2 separate regions of the Muntiacus reevesi genome follow, and region 1 is linked to region 2. A link is a contact called in public Hi-C data. All regions are on one chromosome and are shown on one strand. Each heading gives the region's core, a stretch centred on a gene start, on an enhancer-like site or on the middle of the called end of the contact. The rest is flanking DNA. Distances are from core to core; before and after follow the strand shown.

The links. Hi-C and Micro-C count contacts between places; a contact is called where the count stands out from the background.
Region 1: a Hi-C map of muscle shows a contact between it and region 2, with 14 times the contacts expected there. The contact joins the promoter of RNF7 here to the promoter of ATP1B3 in region 2. A contact is called at or near these places in 2 of 3 Hi-C or Micro-C datasets (blood and muscle).

Annotation. Positions count from the first base shown.
Region 1 is chr8:7,510,918-7,516,620 of mMunRee1.1, reverse strand. RNF7 (ring finger protein 7) reads left to right here and starts at 1,481. Exons shown (of 3, transcript XM_065942934.1): 1 at 1,481-2,387. The coding sequence starts at 2,220.
Region 2 is chr8:7,376,231-7,381,478 of mMunRee1.1, reverse strand. It overlaps ATP1B3 (ATPase Na+/K+ transporting subunit beta 3), which reads left to right and starts at 2,979. Exons shown (of 7, transcript XM_065942771.1): 1 at 2,979-3,327. The coding sequence starts at 3,219.

The DNA.
Region 1 (5,703 bases), core at 232-2,731, 140 kb before region 2:
TGCTGGGTGGAAAAGGAGTATAGGAAAATTAAACAGGCATTTTAGATTGAATGCTAGAGTGGGGAGCAGAGATAGGAAGGAAGCCAGGACACAATAATCCAGGGGCAGGGAGGTGAGGTTCAGACTCAACACCAACAGGTACCACTCCTTCTTAATTATCCTCTGGCCTTTCATCTAAGGTCCGTCTTTTTCTCTTTCAAACTGCCCAGTTCACACCAAGTGGGGCATTTTTATCCTCTTCGGGTTCCAGTCTTCTTTTTTTAAAAATTAATTATCTAGCATTTATAGTCATTTACAGTCACATATGCAATAGCTTAATGTGAATGAAACATGTTCTGGATGGTTCATCTGGGTTTGTTTACAGACATTTTTGTCTGGCTTGTGAAGTTACTGCGGTCAGATTTATACCTGCTACCACCACTACTGCTCTGTCCGTTTGCTTTCTCCATTTACTTCCTGGACTCCAAGGCCTCCCATCTCCCCCCCCCCCCCCCCCAGTTCAAACTTTACCTCTTCTATGAGGTTTGCCCTCACTCCATCTGTCTTGAGGAACGTTTCTGTCTATTAGAGCACTTAATGCACCACTCAACAAACAGCACATATTATACCATCTGGCCAAACGTGTCCCTGTGTCCATAACTGTATTCTTACACGTTTAATGCATCCTTGTCTCCTCTGCCAGATTTCTGGAGTTTGGCTAGCCTAGACCCAGGGGCACAAGGCCTGACACCAGGAAATGAAGGAATGATGAGTCCCAATAGAGGTGGGAAGCTCTGAGTCCTAATCCTGACACAGCAGGTGTCCACCACTAGGTGGGAGTGGTGACCAAGCATCTTCCGGTCTCTGTGCCTCAGGTTTGGTATCTTTTAAATGGAGATGTTACCTGCTTTGCTTGAGAAAACATAACATGACCCTGGGCTAGCAATAGAAGAACCCTGGTTTCCACTGTCACCTTCTCAGAATAGCAGAATTACTTTTCTAAATTACTATAAATTACTTTTTATAATTTTTATAATAATTTTAATTAATTTAATATTATTAAATATTAATAATTATTTGTTTTAATTAATTTATTATAATATTATTTATAATATTTTTACAAATATAGCAGAATTACTATAAATTACATTTGGGGACTTCATTATTCCTACATATAAAAAATTAAACTACCTTTAAGTTTCTTAGAGTGTGGTCTCCAGGGTTCCTGGAATCCTTTCAGGGGACCAACAAGGTCAAAACTATTTACATACCAGTATTCATAGCTATGAGCTTCCCCGGTAGCTCAGCTGGTAAACAGTCCGCCTGCAATGCAGGAATCCCCGGTTCGATTCCTGGGTTGGGAAGATCTCCTGGAGAAGGGAATGGCTACACCACTCCAGTATTCTTGCCTGGAGAATCCTATTGACAGAGAAGCCTGGCGGGCTACAGTCCATGGTATCTGCAGAGTCGGACACGGCTGAGCACAGCACAGCCGTCATAGCTATTTCTCTTCATTCTCTCTTGTGAGTGTCCAATATAGGTATTCTAAGGATAACTTGTAATGGATTTCTTACTGTTTTGAAATGAATTAATATATTTTTTCCCGTTTTCTTAAAAAGGAAATACATATGTATAAGCGTGTATATGTACACATCCATCCTACACAAACAAAAGTTCTTAAATGTCCTTAAGTAATTTTTAAGTGTAAAGGGGTCCCGAGACCAAAAAATTTGAGAACCGTTGAACCAGATTCCTAGCTCGTCATTCATTCACTCAACAAATAACTGTTCCTCCCGAGGCTGCAGTTCTTAACGAAGGCGATGATCAAGAAATAGGCCCCGCTCCCAGGGCGTTTACATTTGAGAAGGACGGCAAACGAACATATCAACAAGACAGCTTCTAAAAGCGGTGTCATGAAGACATAAAACAGGACACGTGTTTCCTGCGCAGTGGAACCCTCCACCGCGCAGGGTCGGCCCGGGGTCTCTCAGCCCGCTGAGCTGGCCGGGCGTTGGGGACGTGAGTACCGGGAACCAGGACTCCGGGAAGCCGCTGGTGCCGGCGTGTGGTGACGTCACTGGGCCGCGCCAGCCAATCGCGGGCGCCGCCCCGTCCTAGACCCCCGCGGCGGCCCGCGGCCTGCGGGCGGCGCTGTGGCCCGTCGGGCGGCCCCACGGAGCCGCCATAGCCGCCCACCTCCCACGACCCAACGTCTCCGCCGCCGGCCCCGCGCCGCCGCTATGGCCGACGTGGAAGACGGTGAGGAACCCTGCGCCCTGTCGTCTCACTCGGGGAGCTCAGGATCCAAGTCGGGCGGCGACAAAATGTTCTCTCTCAAGAAGTGGAACGCTGTGGCCATGTGGAGCTGGGACGTGGAGTGCGATACGTGCGCCATCTGCAGGGTCCAGGTGATGGGTAAGCGCAGCACGCGAGGCCCCGGCTGTGCTGCGGCCTCCGCAGGCCGGGCTCCGGGCGTGGGGGGAAGGACCAAGCCTCCGAGAGACCGTTCCTGGAGGAGTGGGGGCGGGATCGCCCTGCCCTGGCGCCGGGAGACCGCGGGCCACGCCCGAGCTGCTGGTGATCCGAGGGCTGCGGCCGCTGCCAGGGGCCGAGGGGTCGTTCAGCAGACGACCTGTGCCGGGGACGGGTATTCTGGGAGAAAAGGGGGTGGCCGGAAGGACAATTGAACAAGGTCATTTCCAGTAGTGATCGGTGTGATCACAATAAAAGTAGGTGATTTAATGGGAGCTGGGAGGAACCACTTCGGTTTGTGTGGCCAGCGACGGCACCCTTTGCCGAAAACAAACCACACAGACGTCAAGGTCAAGGCCCTGAGTCAGCGGACCAGTCTGATGCTTCTGGTCACACACCAAAGTGATGCTCCGGAGTCATCTTCCACAAAAACGACCACTAGTCGTGCTCTGGAGAGGCGCAGGGAAGAAGAGTGTTCCTAGCCGTCCCCTTTCTGGATTGGCTACTGTTCTGCTGGCTTTTAAACCTGGATGATTCAAGATTGGTCAGATAGCACTCGGTTGGCTTGAACTAGAAGAATGTAAACCCTTTTATTCAGAGGCATGAAGCTTCATCTCTTTCCTGGCCACTCCCCATCCTAGCATTCCATCTCTTTGAGAAGGGTAGTGCCCTCAAATCCGGCCTTTATGGAAAGCCCTCTTTTGCAAACTTGTTACTTCTTTCTATGATATTTTTAATAAAAATATTGGACCAAGTGAAGCCTTTCAGAACAACTTCATCTCGTTGTGTTTTATATGGTCTCTGTTTTAAGCTCTTAGACGACCTTAAAAAAGAGTTGCTGTTTAAATGCACGTTATATTTTTAAATAGGGCATTTAAAACTACAGCATTTAAGAGCGCCTTAAATGTCATTTCTTGAAGGTAGCTGGAGAAAACTGAGGCTTCTGTAGTTTGAGAACTTTGTCTTGCACAGAAAAATGAGACAGTTGGAGAAAATAACTTAAAAAAGTGGCTTTCCCTTCTTGAGCATTGAAAATTCAGACCTACCAGAAACAAGAGGTTTCTCAGTTTACTCTCTCTGTAGGATGCGCTTATGTTTTTCATTCGTAGGAATTTGTTTTAAAGAGAATTTGCAACTATGGGATTCAAATTTTTTTTTTTACTTTTTAAAAGAACTAGATTTCAGATGTGATCCACTTATTTTGTATATCAGGTTTTTAGGTACTTAGTTTTTGGGCCTACAATACAGCCCCCTTGCCCTAACCCTTTCTTGAAAGCTAGAATCATAACTTCCAGTTTGAGGGATTTTTGTTCTTTTTAGTTTAAAAAATTTTTCCTAAAAGAGCATTTTATTTTCTCCCCAAAGAAAAAATTTAAATTAGTAGGTAGAAATGCAAAATATAAAATAATAGTTGAAAGTTTCAAGAAATAAACGTTACTGGGATATTTAAGGTAAGTCAAAGTATGGGCTATAAATGACTCACTGCTCACATTAACTTTCTAATTATAGCAAGTATTTGGCTACTGTGGATTAATGTTGCAGATTTACAACAGCTGTACTTTGGGTTCAGGAAAGTATTCTGGGCTAGACCTCTGTATTTTGTTTATGAGGTGTTAAAACCCATTTAGTGGTCAGGTGACAGCAGAAGGAAGTTTGTTTTCTAGCATCATTCTAAAAGGTGTTACTGTACTCCTTAGAAGTGCGCTGTTTTAGATAGTAAGAACATCATCAAAAGAAAATGTTTTCTTTTATCTGAAACTTTAGGAATTTTTATCCGTTCAGGTCAGTTATTGATAAGTGAATCTAAATCAAAGCTGTAGGCATGATTCAGAGACTTCTAGATTCTATAACTTAATCCTGTGTCCTTGATATTTGAATTCATCTCATACACCTAAATGATGGGTTATAACTTCTTGATCTAAGAGTTTCCAGTCAGTCCATTCTAATGTAGTTAACACACTTTTCCTTGGTTTCCCCTCTGCCTACTGTATTGTGAAAGGAGCAGCTAGCAGGCACCAGTGAGGAAGAGGGGACTAGCTTTGCTTGTACTGTCAAGGGTTAAAGAGCCAGAGTAACCTTCCACAGCTATCTGTTAACTTGGACGTTTGACATAACTTTCTGGAGCCTTGTTTTCCTAATTTGTAAAAGAGACTGTTGGGATCATGAACTCTAATTCCGTGACTGCACAGAACCAGAGGCATGTCTTCCCCCTTATATCATGATGCTTGCGATATTTAGTTGTTTACCTATCCACTTTCCCATTTACTGGTGAGACCAGGGACCCAGACTCGGTCATTTTGGTGGCCCCCGGGCATTACTCTTTGCACAGGGTAGATACTCAGTAACTGTGAAATTGAAGAAAGCCTCAGGAGGCAGTGGTTGTTTTTAATCCACACTGAAGAGGCCAGGGTGGTGTGTTTTTTTAAGGGTAAGAGCATGCAGAGAGGGGCAAACAAATGCCTGAGCGTAATCCAGTGTAAGAAAAGAAGCAGGCTTCAACTCTATCCTGTTTCTATTTTTATAGAATTTTTCTCTAGTTCATATTAAAATCTATTTTTTTTCTGTTTATTTGAACTTACTTTCACTCAACTTTGCCTGCTTTCAGCTAGTGAGTGAGTCCATTTCTTTGGTTCCTAAAATATTCTATATTACCTTCTTCACCAAGCAAATGGTAGTACAGACTGAATTTTGAAAACTTCTAGTATATCCTTTTGGTTCCCATTCCTCATGTTTACTCCCAGGTAATTTATTAAAATACTTTACCGTTGTTGGGTAAATGCTTTGGGCTCAGATTATTTGTAAAGGGAGCATTTCCTTAAAAAGAAAAAATAAGAGAGAGAACCTAATATTTAGGACTTTTTATTTTATTTTATTTTTTGAATTTTTTAAATTTAATTTTTATGTAGGTTATACAGTCACAACTTCAAAACTTGAGAAAGTATGCAATGAAAAACCCCTTCCCATTCCATCTCCTCCCAGATGAACTTTATTATTAGTTTCTTGAATATCCTTCTAGAGTTTCTATATATATTTAAGCAAATACCAATATATATGTATGGCTTATTTAAAAGGATGTCTTGAAAATAAACTATGCATAAAATTGATCTGTGTGCATGTGCCCAGTGAGTAATATAGTGGAATATAGCTTATTTTTCCCTAGTGGTTACATCCACTGTCAGGACATCTTTTCATCAGCACTTGTAAAAATAAAGGGTCTTGGGAAATTGCTCCTGGTCATAAGTAAATTAGTAG
Region 2 (5,248 bases), core at 1,730-4,229:
TGGAATACTTTTTTCTATATGAATGAATGAATGTGAAGTCGATCAGTCGTGTCTGACTCTTTGCGACACCATGGACTGTAGCCTACTAGGCTCCTCTGTCCATGGGATTTTCCAGGCAAGAGTACTGGAGTGGGTTGCCATTTCCTTCTCCAGGATATCTTCCCGACCCAGGGATTGAACCCAGGTCTCCCGCATTGTAGGCAGACGCTTTACCATCTGAGCCACCAGGGAAGCCTCTTTTTCTGTATACATAATTCTAAAATTCAGAAATAAATGAAGAGTTTTAGCAAATTGAGAGCCAAAATATCTTGCTTGTGCCCACTAGAAACTAGTAAATGAATTCTGCTGACTGGAGAGCCGACTGAGCCAGTGGTCCACAACGATTTCTTCCTCATTCTGCCTCATCCAGCTTTTCGAAGATTCCCCAGAGCTTTGTCATCACGTACCCTGGAGGCAGTAATTGGGTGGTGGAGGCGAGATGGACGCTGAATCACTGTTGTTGTCTGATACTTTTTAAAAAAAATCTATTTATTTTGGCTGTGCTAGGTCTTCTTTGCTGTGTGGGCTTTTCTCTAGTTGTAAAGAGCAGGGGCGACTCTCGAGTTGGAGTGCACATGCTTCTCATTGCAGTGGCTTCTCTTCTTGTGGAGCACAGGGTCTAGGTACGCAGACTTCAACAGTTGCAGCATGCAGCTCATTAGTTGTGGCACACAGGCCTAGCGCATGTGGATGGAACCAGTGTCCCCTGAATTGCTCGGTCGCTTAGTTGTGTCTAACTGTTTGCAATCCCATGGACTACAGCCCACCAGATTCCTCTGTCCATGGAAAATTCCAGGCAAGGATACTGGAGTGGAGTTACTACTCCAACTCGGCCACCCTGACTACCACTGGGCCATCCCGACTACCACTATACCACCAGGGAAATCCAAAATAACTGCTTTCACAAGGGAGACTTAAGTATTGTAAAGTCCATCTAGAAGGAATAATACTGTGATTAAATTTGATATTTCATCTGCTCATACCTGGTGGGCCAATATCCCCCAATACACTTAGTATATTCTCTTCCAAGTCATGCTCAAGAATCATGTATCAGAGAAACAAATAGTTGCTGTGTTTTGAATTAGGATGTAAACTTTTCCCCAAACTGAAATTGGTTGGATTAGTTATTACAGTAAGCTAGGCATGAATTTTGAAAACACTTACTGAATTATATTTTTACTTACTTAATTGGAAAAGCATTATGTACGAAATGCATATTAATGACCATTAAAAATATACAAACTGCAAATATCTGGCAGTGTTCAATATCTTTGAAATGCTATTTCATAATGTTCTTGTTTACCATGCTTCTGTAGTGTGCGCCAGGTTATTTCCCGAAGTGTGCTTGTTAACACACACACAAAATCAATAAAGCAGATGGCTTTATATTTTATTTCAAACAGACTGCATCTTCACTGTTGCCCAAACTAGAAAGCCTGCTACCAGCTCTACTAATATTTTAGCTGTCCTCTAATTCGTAGTTCGATTTTAAATGAGAGAAAAATACTTAACTACTTCCATTCCTCAGTTCTTTTCCAACCTTATTTAAGAACTGTAGAGATGTATTCTAGTTTGCGTGCACAATATTTTGCTATTTCTAATACCATTTTCATGCCAAACTTTACAAAAGGCTTTGTAAATCTATTGCTGTCATTGGTTCAACAAAATAACTGGATTTGGTCATAATTATAAATTTAGGTTTCCTAAGCACAGGGGGAAATCACTTTATAATAATATATTCTTCTATCCCTTTTCAATTTGTGAAGGACATAATTCCTTGCTTAGATAAACAAAGTGAGGAAACAAGAGAAATGCCAGAATTTTGTTATCCACTTACTCCTTTAACGCATTTGCAGGCTGTTTAAAACTCTCTGATGGACTATAATGCATCATTCCAAACAATAAGGTGTGTGCTATTCCTTCATTGATAATTTTTATTTCCTGATAAAACAGAGGCCGTGCTCCATTTCTGTTCTCTAAAAACAAAACAAAACAAACCCCCACCTCCTGCCCAAACTCCCATTTAAATTTTTTCATGCTGTCACAAGTCTCAGAGCACGGTACTCTTCAGCTCCACCTCGTGTAGGAAAATAACGACTGCACCCTCAGCTCTGACCAAAGGGAGCAACCATGCTGTGGAAAAGATGAAAAGTCAGGAACATTATTTAGGAATCAAACTAAAGAAAGTATTGATTTCCTGTAGAGCCTGAGTGAGAAAAGCAGGTCTTAACAGCTGACAGGAACTTCAGGAAAACATGTGTATTGGTTTCACTGATAAATTCAATTAAATCTGGAGAAAACTATACTGAACTTACTTAACACCGGCAAACTTTGGATGAAATCCCCACTGACCTAGGATTCCTACTTGACTCCTTCAAAAGGGCCAAGTCAGCGCGTTCTCTGAGCAGCGCTATGTAGTACATCAAACATCTTCACGAAAAACTACAGCCGACTATCTTTTAGTCACGTCATAAAGCGCAGAGGAGAACGCCTGGAAACGGTTTGCGGAGAGAGGGGTGAGGTCCCCTTCTCGGTGAAGGCGACTTAGCTGACTGGAGTAGTTTCCGCGCTCTTCGCGTCCAGCGCTGCAGCAGGCAAGGAACCGAAGGGACCCCGGGTCCCGGTCGCCTGCAGCATCTCCCCAGAGTCCTCCTTCTGAGAAACCTGTGGGTCAGGGACGCTCATCTTCTGCTTGTCATTATAAACCTGCTTCTTATTAAGCTCTCGTGATATTTTTTTTTTTAAGTTGCTCTGCACAGTTTTCGCTTCCTCCGGCCAGGGATGAGGGAGCCCAGAGCGTCCCGGAGCCGGCCGGGTACCGCGGGGCGGGGCAGGGGCAGGGGCGGGGCAATGGGCGGGGCATCTTCGCCGCGTCCGGCTGCGCCCAGCCGCGGGCGGGAGGCGGTGGCGGCGGCGGCGGCGGGGCCTGAACAGCGCGGGGATTGGCTGCGGAGGGCGGAGACGTCAGGCTCCCGCGGCCGGAGCTGCGGCCCCGGCGCGGCGCGGCGCAGCGCAGTCCGCTTGAGCGCTCACCGCAGCGAGAAGGTTTCCTGTGCCGTCGCGCCTTCCGCCGCCGCCGCCGCCGCCGGGCTTCGCCGCTCTTGCCGGGACGCGCCTCCGCGCTCCTCGCCGCTTCCACCCCCGCGGCCGCCGCTCCTCTCGCAGTCGGCACACACACCATGACGAAGACAGACAAAAAGTCCTTCAACCAGAGCCTGGCCGAGTGGAAGCTCTTCATCTACAACCGGACAACCGGAGAGTTCCTGGGGCGCACCGCCAAGAGCTGGGGTGAGCGGGCGGCGGTTGGGCACCCGGGCCGGCCGCGGTCTGGGGGGGACGCCGGGCGGGGTCGGGTGGGAAGGGAAGGCGGGAGGTGGCTCCCCGCGTGGGGGCCCCAGGAGCCACCGCCGCCCGCAGCGGTCTTCGTCTCGGTCGCCAGACTCGAACGCGAGCCGCAGCGGCGGCCGAGGAGTAGCGCGGCCCCATTCATTTCTCTCGGGGCCGGCGGGCGGGCGAGGCGGCGGGGCCCGCTGGCAGCCCCCGCCGGTTCCTTCCTCCCCGCTGGGAGCGGGCGCACGTGCAGCCCGGGCCTGCGGCGCCGGAAGCCGGGGACCGCTGCCCCGAGCCCCGAGCGCGTGGGGGCCGAGTGCCCGGCCTCCTTTGTACGGAGCGCGCCGGCCCCGAGAGGGCCTGGCGGAGGCGGCCGGCTGCGCCGAGCGGTCGGGGAAGCTAGACCCTGCCCCACGCCCGGGGAGAGGAAATTTCCACTCCCGCCGCTATCTTGTGACTCGTCCACGCTGCCACCCCAGCCGGTCGGAAGAGTGTGAACGAGTGTTCACTGTGTGGGCTGCACGACTGTGTTAAGCACACAAGCACACGGTATCCGAAAATGCAGTTGACTTTGTCCAGTGAAAAGACCCTTAAAAAGGTCGCTTCCTCCCTAATTCCTTTTTGGCGACACAGGTTTTCTTCCTTACCAGCGTGCTTCAATAGGGGAAAGTAAATCCGGTCTGAAAGGCACGGGGTTTTTTTTGTTTGTTTGTTTTTTGCCCTATGCCTTCCAAACGTGTGATGGTTGTATTTGCTAGCAGTTTTCCTCTGCATGGGTTCTTTGTTTTAAAAGAAATATTTAAACCATCCACCAGTGTGGTGCTGCCTTCGAGTGCCTCTTTTTTTGGAAAAACTGTTAACATCTGAGTAAGGACTAGTGCTCCCCTCCTTTAAACTTAAGTAAACCTATTTTTTTTCCTTTTGAAAAATATTTTGTTAGTTGGTCATGACAGACTTTTCTGCGTGAGAGTATTTCTAGACTGGAGAACTATTTGAGCACGACACTTTGAAGAGAAGCATGAAGAGTGAATTAGCTCTGACTTAGGAAATAACTGTTGCTGCTACCTGAAATCGGCTCTTCCAGAATAGAAAGGCGGCTTAAAGCCCTATCACAAGTTTCAAGGGGGCCTTGGAGGGGTTTTTTTTAGCCCAAACCCTGCTTCAGAGATGAGAAAAATGAGCCCCAGAGAGGTGGTGATTTTGTTTGTGTAAAATTACATATTCCACAGAGCCAAGAAAAGAACCCAGTTGTCCTTTAATCCTAGTCCAGCGGTTGTATTATTTTACAGATGCCTTGCCTCACTGCATGATAATCACGATTTTTATTCAAATGGCTGGCTGTGGGGAACCCACTAGTGTGATGAGGAAATAGATCTTGCATTTAGATTTAAATGGGGGGGACTGTAAACAATTATTTTTGTTTTTAGAGTGTACTGTTTGCTGAAGGAATATTTGAGTGGTGAAGGGGGATGAATTTGTGTAGACTACCTTTCTCAGTTCCAGTACTAAGTATCTTCATGTTCTGTTAGAATGACATTTCTTTTCTTTTCTTTTAAATGACGTTTCTTAATGCAGGGTGTGCTCCTTAACCTTTGTATTACGTGTTGTTGGGGTAGAGATTTTATTTGGTATCAGAGAATGCAGGATTATGTAAGGGCAGTGGAAGGAGTACAAGTGAAGCTGGGATTAGATTTAGAAGAATGAAGGCAAGACTTTCTGTTTTCTGAATGGAAATTGTCAGCAAAGAGTAAATTTCTGCATTTATGGTAATAATAGTAAGCCAGCACCGAATGGCAGAAATAGGTGAGAACTATCCGTAATCCTATCCCAGCGGGCGTAAGGACACTCCGAGGAGATGTGGGGGAGTGGTGCCTGTAGG